Linked DNA regions of Sus scrofa: region 1 is linked to region 2. A link is a contact called in public Hi-C data. All regions are on one chromosome and are shown on one strand. Each heading gives the region's core, a stretch centred on a gene start, on an enhancer-like site or on the middle of the called end of the contact. The rest is flanking DNA. Distances are from core to core; before and after follow the strand shown.

What was found. A called contact is a pair of places that touch in the nucleus more often than the background predicts.
Region 1: a Hi-C map of skeletal muscle shows a contact between it and region 2, with 6 times the contacts expected there. The contact joins two enhancer-like sites. A contact is called at or near these places in 2 of 5 promoter capture datasets (fetal skeletal muscle and skeletal muscle), 5 of 47 Hi-C or Micro-C datasets (embryonic fibroblasts, fetal skeletal muscle, psoas muscle and 1 more) and 1 of 2 datasets of contacts at active chromatin or transcription factors (skeletal muscle).

What each region holds. Positions count from the first base shown.
Region 1 is chr2:97,002,030-97,006,555 of Sscrofa11.1, forward strand. All of the region lies in intron 4 of LOC110259422 (a long non-coding RNA gene), which reads right to left. Among named protein-coding and RNA genes, the nearest start is that of CETN3, 590 kb to the right of the region's middle. Within about 2 kb of position 1,257, at least 5 of the 83 cell types and tissues checked have an H3K27ac peak or open chromatin away from gene starts, as enhancers often do. A contact at or near this core is called in fetal skeletal muscle and skeletal muscle, where this site is marked.
Region 2 is chr2:96,289,180-96,294,138 of Sscrofa11.1, forward strand. It overlaps LOC102159394 (a long non-coding RNA gene), which reads left to right. Exons shown (of 6, transcript XR_002341810.1): 2 at 4,354-4,464. It also overlaps a transcript of MEF2C not described here. Among named protein-coding and RNA genes, the nearest start is that of MEF2C, 75 kb to the left of the region's middle. Within about 2 kb of position 2,067, at least 2 of the 83 cell types and tissues checked have an H3K27ac peak or open chromatin away from gene starts, as enhancers often do. A contact at or near this core is called in fetal skeletal muscle and skeletal muscle, where this site is marked.

The DNA.
Region 1 (4,526 bases), core at 7-2,506, 710 kb after region 2:
GTGACCAATAAATTTGACAGAAGTAGTACAAGTTTGATAAGATTTCATGTCATAATTTCCCACCTTAATATTTGCCGGCTAAAGGCAAAAATAAATCTGGAGGTCAAGGAAAGGCAAAGAGATGTTCAATGATCATGGTAATCTTTCTAAATTCTAATAATGCAACTGCATAAAGATACATATATATAAATGAACTTATAAGAACTTAGTAGCATGTGTGTGATTTAGAGGAAACAGTGTAGGAATTATATTTAGATAATCTTGGTTTGAAGATGTTGTACCACTTATTTGGGCAAGTTATTCAATCTTAACAGCCTCAACTGAGTGACAAAATAGAGATGGGTAACAAGTTTATAACATGGTTGTGAGGATTAAATTATGACACATTAATGTTGAATAGATTCCAGGATTTTAGTGTGACGGAATGACTATATGAGAGAGATTATCTTTGTGGTATTGTCTGCAATAGCATCTTCAGGCCAGAAAATGATTAGAGGTCCCAACAGATCCAAAGTAAATTCTAAAAAGCTATAAAATCAAGAGAATGGAAACCACATGCAACTTAATAGGGTCTCAATTCACTAAGCGACTCCTGACCAATGTGAAAATCTCACAGAGACATGTGGGTTATATTCAGCTGGATGGGTTTTGAATGCTTTTTAAATACTCTTTAATTTGTTGTTGTTTTTAATGAGCTGATTGAGAATGTCTCTGGTCTGCTAAAGGAGCATTTTATTTGTTTCTTCATGCTTTCTCTTTTCTTCTAATTTTCCTCTCTCTGTTTTCTGCCTCTTCTTCCATTACATAAATAGATAGGCCCATGCCATATGTGTAATTTGCTTCAATTTCACTCTTTATCCCCTCATAGAAAGCTGTTTTAAATGGACTATACCAACAAAACTAGAGGTGCTAACTAGATCAAATGGTTAATTCTGAAATTTTCTGAAGCCTTTCTGTAACGTTTATATTGGCTTTTTTATTTAGTTTCTAGGAAAATTTTTATCATTGTAACAGTTAATTCAAATCCCAGCAAGACCTGGTAAGCAAATAATTTGCCAAGTTTTAACTCGAAGTACTCCTTAGCCTTTACCAAAAGAAGGACCAATTTGAGGTGTATTTCTATAATGGGTGAGCCTTCTGTCTGAGTATTCCATTACCTCATTCATTTTAAAGTCAATTTAGAACTCATGGACAGTGCCAAATTTACAGCCCTGAGTCCAGACTCCCTTTTTTAGTCTACAGAGCAGGCACTGCATAAGTTATCTTGCTGCAAGCCTTCTGAGCTAGCCCCACTCCATCATATCCTTATTCCTGAGGGGACACAGGGGTTTCAGATTCTTGGTCTATCCAATAATGTAAGTACCATTAAAGATCAGCAAATCTAGCTTGCAACCTCAACTTCCTATCTGATGGGATATTAGTGTATCACTAACAAAATGGATTGGCAAAGGCAACCAGGCTCTAAAATGCCCAAGATTCAAGCCACTGAATCCTTTTACATCCACTCTATGATTACAAATTAGTAATCAGGAAGTATACAAAATATTTAATTTTTTTAGATGTTCTAAAGAGCTATTCCCTGAGAAACTTGGACCACTAAATGAGCAGAATCTTGGTTCAAGAAATTACAGATTAGACCATCTTCTCGAAGAAGAAATGATGTCAGGGTTGTTTAGGGAGTTAAGACTATTTGTGTGTGCATACTCCATCTATAATTAGCATTTTCTAAGGGATGGGCTAAAGCATTGCTAGTGTAGGATTACCTGTGCTATTTCACAGTATCACTGCTATTGTAGGGTTGGTTACATCATTCTGTCAAATGTCCTGATGCCTGAGGGAACAGAGAGCTTTGGCCCCACCCGAAGGCTTGCTTTTCCTCACACAAGTCCTGACCTTTGTTGTCATGCCTTTTTCCTATAGTTTCTTCTGCCTGAAAATATTCAAGTTCCCTCTAGGTGTCCAATGTGAACTTTGCAGGGATATCAGGTGGGTGATATCTGGAACGCTGTGCTTTTGGAAATAGTTAAAACTATGTCCAAGGGGAAGTTCAAAATTGGGAAAGACATCTATTTTTCAAGTGTAGGAACAAGCAACTGAAAACTAGGTCAAGGGATCTGAGATTTAAGAAGGGAGTAAACTCGAAGAGTCTAAGTAAGAACAAAGTTTTTTAAAAGGTGAAGTGTGTCCAGGGCTCATTTTTAACAGGATAGGACAGTGTAGTTCAAGGACGTATCAGTCTGCTTGGAAGTATAGAGTTAGAATAGACAAGTGTGCCTTCAATGTCTTTTCCACCTCCCGATGCTGTTTTCATTCCTTACAGCCCAATTCGAATATCATCTATCTGAAGCCTTCTGAAAGTCTCTTTCCTGACTCTCAAGAGAATGAATCATTCCCTCTTCTGAGCTCTCTCAAAACATACTCAAATTGCCTAGTTTGGAACCTATCATTTCAATATAGTTAGTTATAGATTTATCTTCCAAGTGGAGACTAGGCATGGTATTTCATTCCTCTTAATATTCCTAAAACCTAATGATTTCATAAGATGGATGCATAATTCAGATTAGATGAATTGAATTCAAATGTTACTTGCATCCTACATGAGATCAGGTTATGCATATAACAGGTCACAGAAGCTTTAATGAACCGGAATTTATTTCCTACTTGATTAATTCCACAAGCACCATAAAAGATGTTTTAGCATTCCCGTGGATTAGATGAGAAATTTGTGAACAAACTGGATACAAAAGAAAAAAAAATAGATAAAGCTAAACAAAAATGTTACTGGAATTATCCTGTGTATATGGATCAAATGAGGCAAGTTTCGAATAGAAGATAAATTTACTTTCTGCAGCTGACTCAAGGAAAAGCTGGTAGGATGATGGAGGAAGAAATAATTCCATTGAGCCACCTACTGTGGAAGAATATTAAATATCTATGATAATTGTGATACCAATAACTTTTTCAAATGCAAAGAATGGTATTTATATTACTGCAGTGGCATGCGTGAAACATTTGGATAATTTTAGTTCAAGGTTTTAATCTCTCTGATTTTCAGAGCTTTCACAATTGCAGTGCCCTGTCATGTTCGGGAAGGAGCGCTTATTCATAAGAAGCTGTATCTTCATTCTTTAGTCATTCGGAAAAATGGGTCATAGATCATGTCATGTTGTCTGTAACCTAGTTAGAATTCTAGCAGGAGGGAAATTTCAAAACCATGATTTCATGTAGGAGCCTTTAAAAACTCATTAGCTGCTAATAATTATACTAATATCTAAAACACTTAAAATCATGGAGCTAATTTCTACAAAAGATAGGCAGTAAACGTGTTCTAGGGAAGTTTTCTCTTTCAACTCTCTGGGAACAAAAGAGAAGGCAGTTCAGGCCTCTAACGTGACACCCTATTTCAGATGCAGAAGAGAGAGTTTCACAGAAGCCTCGCATCGTGAGTTAGCGGATTCTAAAATGAAAAGCAAGAATATTAGAGCAACATCTCAAAATGTGACTCTGGGCACTGGAGAAGCCTCTCCACTTGTGATTGATTTGCATTTCTGCCTATGTCTGAATTCGTATTCCATAAGCACAGATGGAGGTGTGATATATTTTTTTTGAGCACATCTATTTATTCAGATACCGGATTCAGTCTCTGAGTAGAGAGATGGTAAAGGCTGCTGTGAGCAGATGGCACATAGGCACTATGACTTCAGAAACAACATTCTTTCAAGATAAGTGGCACAGTAATAATAATAATACTTAGCACATATATTGCACTTTTGGTCTGCCAACATTAACTAATTAATCTTCAGTAGACCCTTGTGAGATAAGTAAGTGCTTATAATTATCTCTATTATGCAGTCAAGTCAACTAAGAATGTGTCTGCACATACTGTGGGAGAATTGGCCCAAGTTAAGGACCGGGTGGATCCAATTTGCATGGCTCTTTAAGATTTCTGCTCTCATAGCAGAGACTAGTATTTCTAGACACCCTGCTGTTTGAGGCACCAAGTAGATTTGAAGCAGGATATCAACTGCAAGACATTTATTTCATTCAGAAGGTTTCTGCAGCAGGGATCCAAAATAGGTCTGAGAAAAGTTGAGTCATTTTTTTAAAGCCCGAGAGGCCATGGCTGGCCAGAAGCAGGTGTGGAATTACAGAGTCTCTGCGTACTTCTCTTATTTAAACTAGGCAATTTGACTCCCTGTATCTTTCAAGGATATTCTTTAAATTTTTTAACAAAATAGAGAGTTCAGAGAACTCTGAAGTTTCCTGTTAATATCTGCTGTATGTGAAGTTTTTCCACCACAAATGGGTTCAATGTGCCCTATGGCTTGGACTAGATATTAATAATCCACATCAAAATGAAGGTCTAGTGAGCTTCTTGGGACCTTGAATTTCTTAGATTTGAGGTTTTGATGTTACTAACATGCAGGAGCAAAATTATCTGTCCTCAGGGTCTGAAATTTGGGATTATTGGAATATACCATGATATCAAGAGGCCCCAGCCTCAATTTGAGACATGTATTAGAAAA
Region 2 (4,959 bases), core at 817-3,316:
TTCTGCCCTTTATCTCCTCTGTGAAATCACTGATAAAGCATCTTCCTGTGTGCAAAGTTGGGGCACATAAGTATTTCCCAGCCTTGGATAGCATTAAACCTTTTACTATGGAGTGCCCATATTAAATGGAGTGCACTTTATCCAGAAATGAAGAAATATGATTCTAAGTAAATGATTTTGAACACTCCTTATAGTGGGGCACAGAATAAACATTTTATAATTTTTTATATTCTTTTTAACCCCTTTGGAAATAGCTAAATAGCTAATCAATACATTTGCTTGCATCTTTTCCATTTCCCTCCTTTTCTCCTTTTCTTTCCTTCATCTTTTCTGTGCCATCTCTTTATCTTCAGTTGTAAATTTTTTATTTTCATTTGTAAACTCAATAAAAACACATATGCATGCACACACACACACACACAGGTTATTAACAATCAGTTTTGCTTTGGGAAAGCTCCATTTTTCTGTTTCAGAATCATAGGATTTCATTAATAATATTTTTCTATTTATCTGAATCACTTCAAAATAAAATACTACTAACAAAGGAGCTTATTTCTAAACAATTAATGGTGTATGCTATAGACAGTATGGTCATAGAAAAGTTTCTATGATTATTTTTGTTATTAATCACTATAATTACTCTTTGATTACAATGATGATTAACTCACAGAGAATAAAGCGTGTGCTTATCTTTTTGATCTTCTATTTGCAAAGGATTTGTGTTCTTCCATCCACACATTCTCACCTCACCCTTACATAGCTGTGAGATTGTAGTTTATGAAGTCTATAGCCACAAAGTGACTCACACTGGAGAATAAAAGCCTGTGGTTTCCCTTACATTATCCCTAAGCTGCAACCTTTAAACTCCTTAGGTCAGTGATGATTAATTAAGTATTCTAAAACGTGAATGTGCATGCATACATACTTCTCATAATAAACACTTGTCTGTGCTCCTTTTTCATGACTTTCCCAAAGAGTCATTCAAGCCATTTTTCATATTTCAAGCTATACTATTTAGTGCTTGAAACTCAAGTAGAGCTTGACAATGATTTTTGGCTTGTCACTAGTACTGGGTGAGTCTTATCATTTGCCAATCCACATAAAATTAATTAAAATAAATGAACTACCTAAGCATGATTTTATCAGAAAGTAAATAACAGTGGACATAGAACATCCATATGTATCCATATGTTCACTTTGATTTTTCAGGACCTTAGATCCCTAAGTGCTGGTTGTCTGCTACTAGCAGGAGCAGGAGAACTGACCCTCTAAAAGAAGAGAAAGCTCTAGTGAGGATGGAACAATCCAGCACAGGGAACACTTCATCAGAGTGCCTCAGATTCAGATTCCTGGGCCTCGCCTCAGGGCCATTGAGCCACAATTGCAGGAATCTGCATTTTAACTAGCTTCTCTGTTGTTTCTTATGTATGTTTTGTTTGCAAGCCACTGCCTTAGTGCAGGGGTAAGCACAAAATCTGCAAAGTCCTAATTCTGTAACTCTACCTTTTCTCCATTATTCATTCCTGTTCTCCCAACTCAACAAGCTTTGTGGAACTTGTAAGTTAGTGAATGCCTTTCCAAACAGTAAGAATGAGAGTTCAGAATGGCACGAATTTTTCCATTGCTGGTCTTGGTTCATATTTTAAGACATACCACATGTATTCTGCCCATTGTAGTTGGAAAAGTGATAATGTAGGGACCCAATTCTCTTAAATTTCTGTACACTTCTTCATCTTCACTTCTCTAAGGAGTAGTGCTTATTTTTTCTTGGGTGGAATATGCTCCTTGGATCTCAGAATCCCAGCCTGTAAAATAGGCTCTGGATCCAGGAACCTCTACCTTAGTGACAGTTGGCCCACAAACACGTGCACTCAGTGATTGCTGGCTGCGGTGAGCCTAGGAGCCCTGCAGCCAGGACTAGCATTGTTCTTGATCACTTAGGATATGTGGCTTTTCATGAAAGAGTCTTTCAGTCAATACCAGTGTTCCTTATGACCTTGCAATTACCTCTATCTGCTGAGCAGTCACGAGGGGCCTTCACAACACTGGCATCCCAGGCAACACGGTGATCCACATTCCCAGCCTTTAACCTCTCTCCATACCCAGCTGCTGCCACTAACCTCTCTTGGATCCAGATATTTTTAACACCTCACATTAGGGGTTCTCTGCTGTGCCCAATTCTTGTTCCAGTGTTTCTTTGACATGAACAAATATATTCACGTGCTGGCTCACAGCAGTGAGTGTAGTGAAGGTTTTTTTCATTAAAAATTTTTCTCCTATTTTATAAAACCAAAAACATTAAATAACCATGAAGTCCTTTGTGTCAGCTTAGGCTTATAGAGCACTGAAAAGTTCAAAGCTATGTGTGGTAATATCATTTTGAGGGTAAGAGCTTTCTTGTTTTGTAACCAGGGTGCCCAAGTGGGAAAAATATGGCCAGCTGGTCTGTAGTGTATTACAAAGTGATTTTGTTTTGCTCTCTAATTTCATAGGTTAATATTGGTGTTTTAATTATTCGAAATGCTGATGTGATAGTCTACTTAGAGCAGTAGGGAGAGGCAGGGTATGCCTTTGCAGACAGGAACCCACCAATATGGCCCAGAGTCCTCTTGGGATTTCAAAGGCGGCAGAGGAAACTCCTTCTACTGGGTAACGAAAACTTCCTTTTCTATGATTTACACACAGCCCAGTAAAGAGTCTCATCCATTCAGGAGCCTCACAGAGGTTGCATGACTTGTTTCCAGTTATAAAATTACTAAGCAGTGAAAAGGAGACTACAGCCAAGCTGCCTACTTCTGCTCTGGTGTTCTTTGGACAGCAGTCAGTCTTCAACGCTAAGGAGAAAGCATTCATGATCCTTCAAAGGCAGATGAGGGACAAGTCATTGACCTTCACTAACACCCCTTTGAGATGCAGAGAAGTGACTGAATTTATTTGAAAGTCTTGTAATTTTTCATATTTTGCTTTGACACCTCTGTCTTTCCCAGTTGTTAGAAATGGATATTATTTACTGATTATTTTGCTTGCAATTGATTTGCATACTGTTATTTCATATTGTTAAATGGTTTGCTGATTAATGACTAATGTTGATTTGGACTAAATGTAATAGAAATTTATTTGTAAATTTAGATATATAATTTAGCTGCTAAATGGTATCATGGAGCTGTTGGAGGTGATTTTAGACTAATTCCTTGCAGGGAAACTCTGCCCATAATTTCCTCCCCTATCCTATATTAATGTTTTAAGCTCCCCTCTCTTTCTTTTTTTTTAAAAAAATTCATTTGCATGTCTGGATTTTTTTTTTTTTTGTCTTTTTGTCTTTTCTTGGGCCGCACCCGCAGGCATATGGAAGTTCCCAGGCTAGGGGTCTAATTGGAGCCGTTGCCAGCGGCCACAGCAACGCTAGATCCAAGCTGCGTCTGTGACCTACACCACAGCTCACGGCAACGCGGGATCCTTAACCCACTGAGCAAGGCCAGGGATTGAACCTGCAACCTCATGGTTCCTAGTCGGATTCGTTAACCACTGAGCCACGATGGGAACCCCTGCATGTCTGGATTTTAAAGTGAACATTCTCACAGGCAAATATTGCTCCAAAGCCCAGGGTTAACATAAATTATTTTAAATTCAGAATGTGGTAGATATCTACTAAACAATTTCTTTTCTGAAGGGTCAGAAAAAATTAAATATTAATTTGAATATATTTTCATGACCTTGATTGAATCTGTATGTTGTGCACCATTATCAAGTTATAGCAATATAAAGTATTTATTATATTATTAATCATTATTTGAATAAATACCAGATACTTTTATTAATACAGGATTATTGGGTTATAGAATTTCTGAGCTGTTAGGAAACACTTGCTGATGAAGACTCTGGGGTCCAGAGAGGTTTAGTAATGAACACACATACACTCACAAGCTAGCTGTTGAGTCAGTAATATGAACTTTTTAATATATTCTGCACTTGGGTATTATACTTGTGCTTATGCCTTGGTATATTTGGTATTTTTAATTATTCCATAATATTTCAAAAAAATTTTCAACCTGAGGTTTTCATTTTTGCATTCAACTTCTAAACACATATGCTTCCATTGATTACTTTTTATTTCTTCTTCATATACACCATAAATATTTTCAGCTTAGAAGTCAGTTTCAATGGTAAAGAGAATCTAAAAAAGAATTTATACCGTAGATATTTTAATGTATTTATGCTCTTTTTACAAATAATATTTTAATATGCCATGGTAAAATTGTATCTCTCTTGTAAGGTATTAAATTTGGTAACTGAAAATGGTTCTCCAAAGGAATGTAACTCACACTAATTCCGTGTGCTCTTTTTTACTTATAGCTTGACAGTCTACATGTTTAAGTCTACCAGAAAAAAAAAAAAAAATCACTGGATATGAAGTTGCAATACAGATCAAAGTCTGCATCCACATCCTCACATTGGTGACCTTGGGTAAATTTCATTTTTGTGCTTTTGTTTCATTTTCTTTAAAATGAGTTGTTGAAAGCTTCAAAGACTCTTTCAAAAATTTCATGAGCTTAAAAGATTTGATTGAAAAATATGTGTGGCCAGTGTTACCTGGCTACCCAGTATTTTCATGGACACATACTTGTTACATATGTCTGAAGTTCCCTTAAGGAAATTAACTCTTTTTAGGTGTGAGATACGGGCATTGGGGGAAAGGAGATAAATAAGAAAAGTAAGGGGAAACAAGTTAGTGACAAAGGAGGCATGATACCCAGTTGAAATGATTCCTCTTTTACTTCTTTATATCTACTGTCTAGTTATTCCTATTTGAAAACTTACTGGCACCAGGTATTATCAACAGGGATGACTAATATGTAATTTTTATCTTTACTGGGTTACATTTGGCCCACAGACAGTTGACAGCTGTCAGTCAGGTGGCTGGTCAATGAGGAGATACATATAAAGCTGCCAAAATATTTT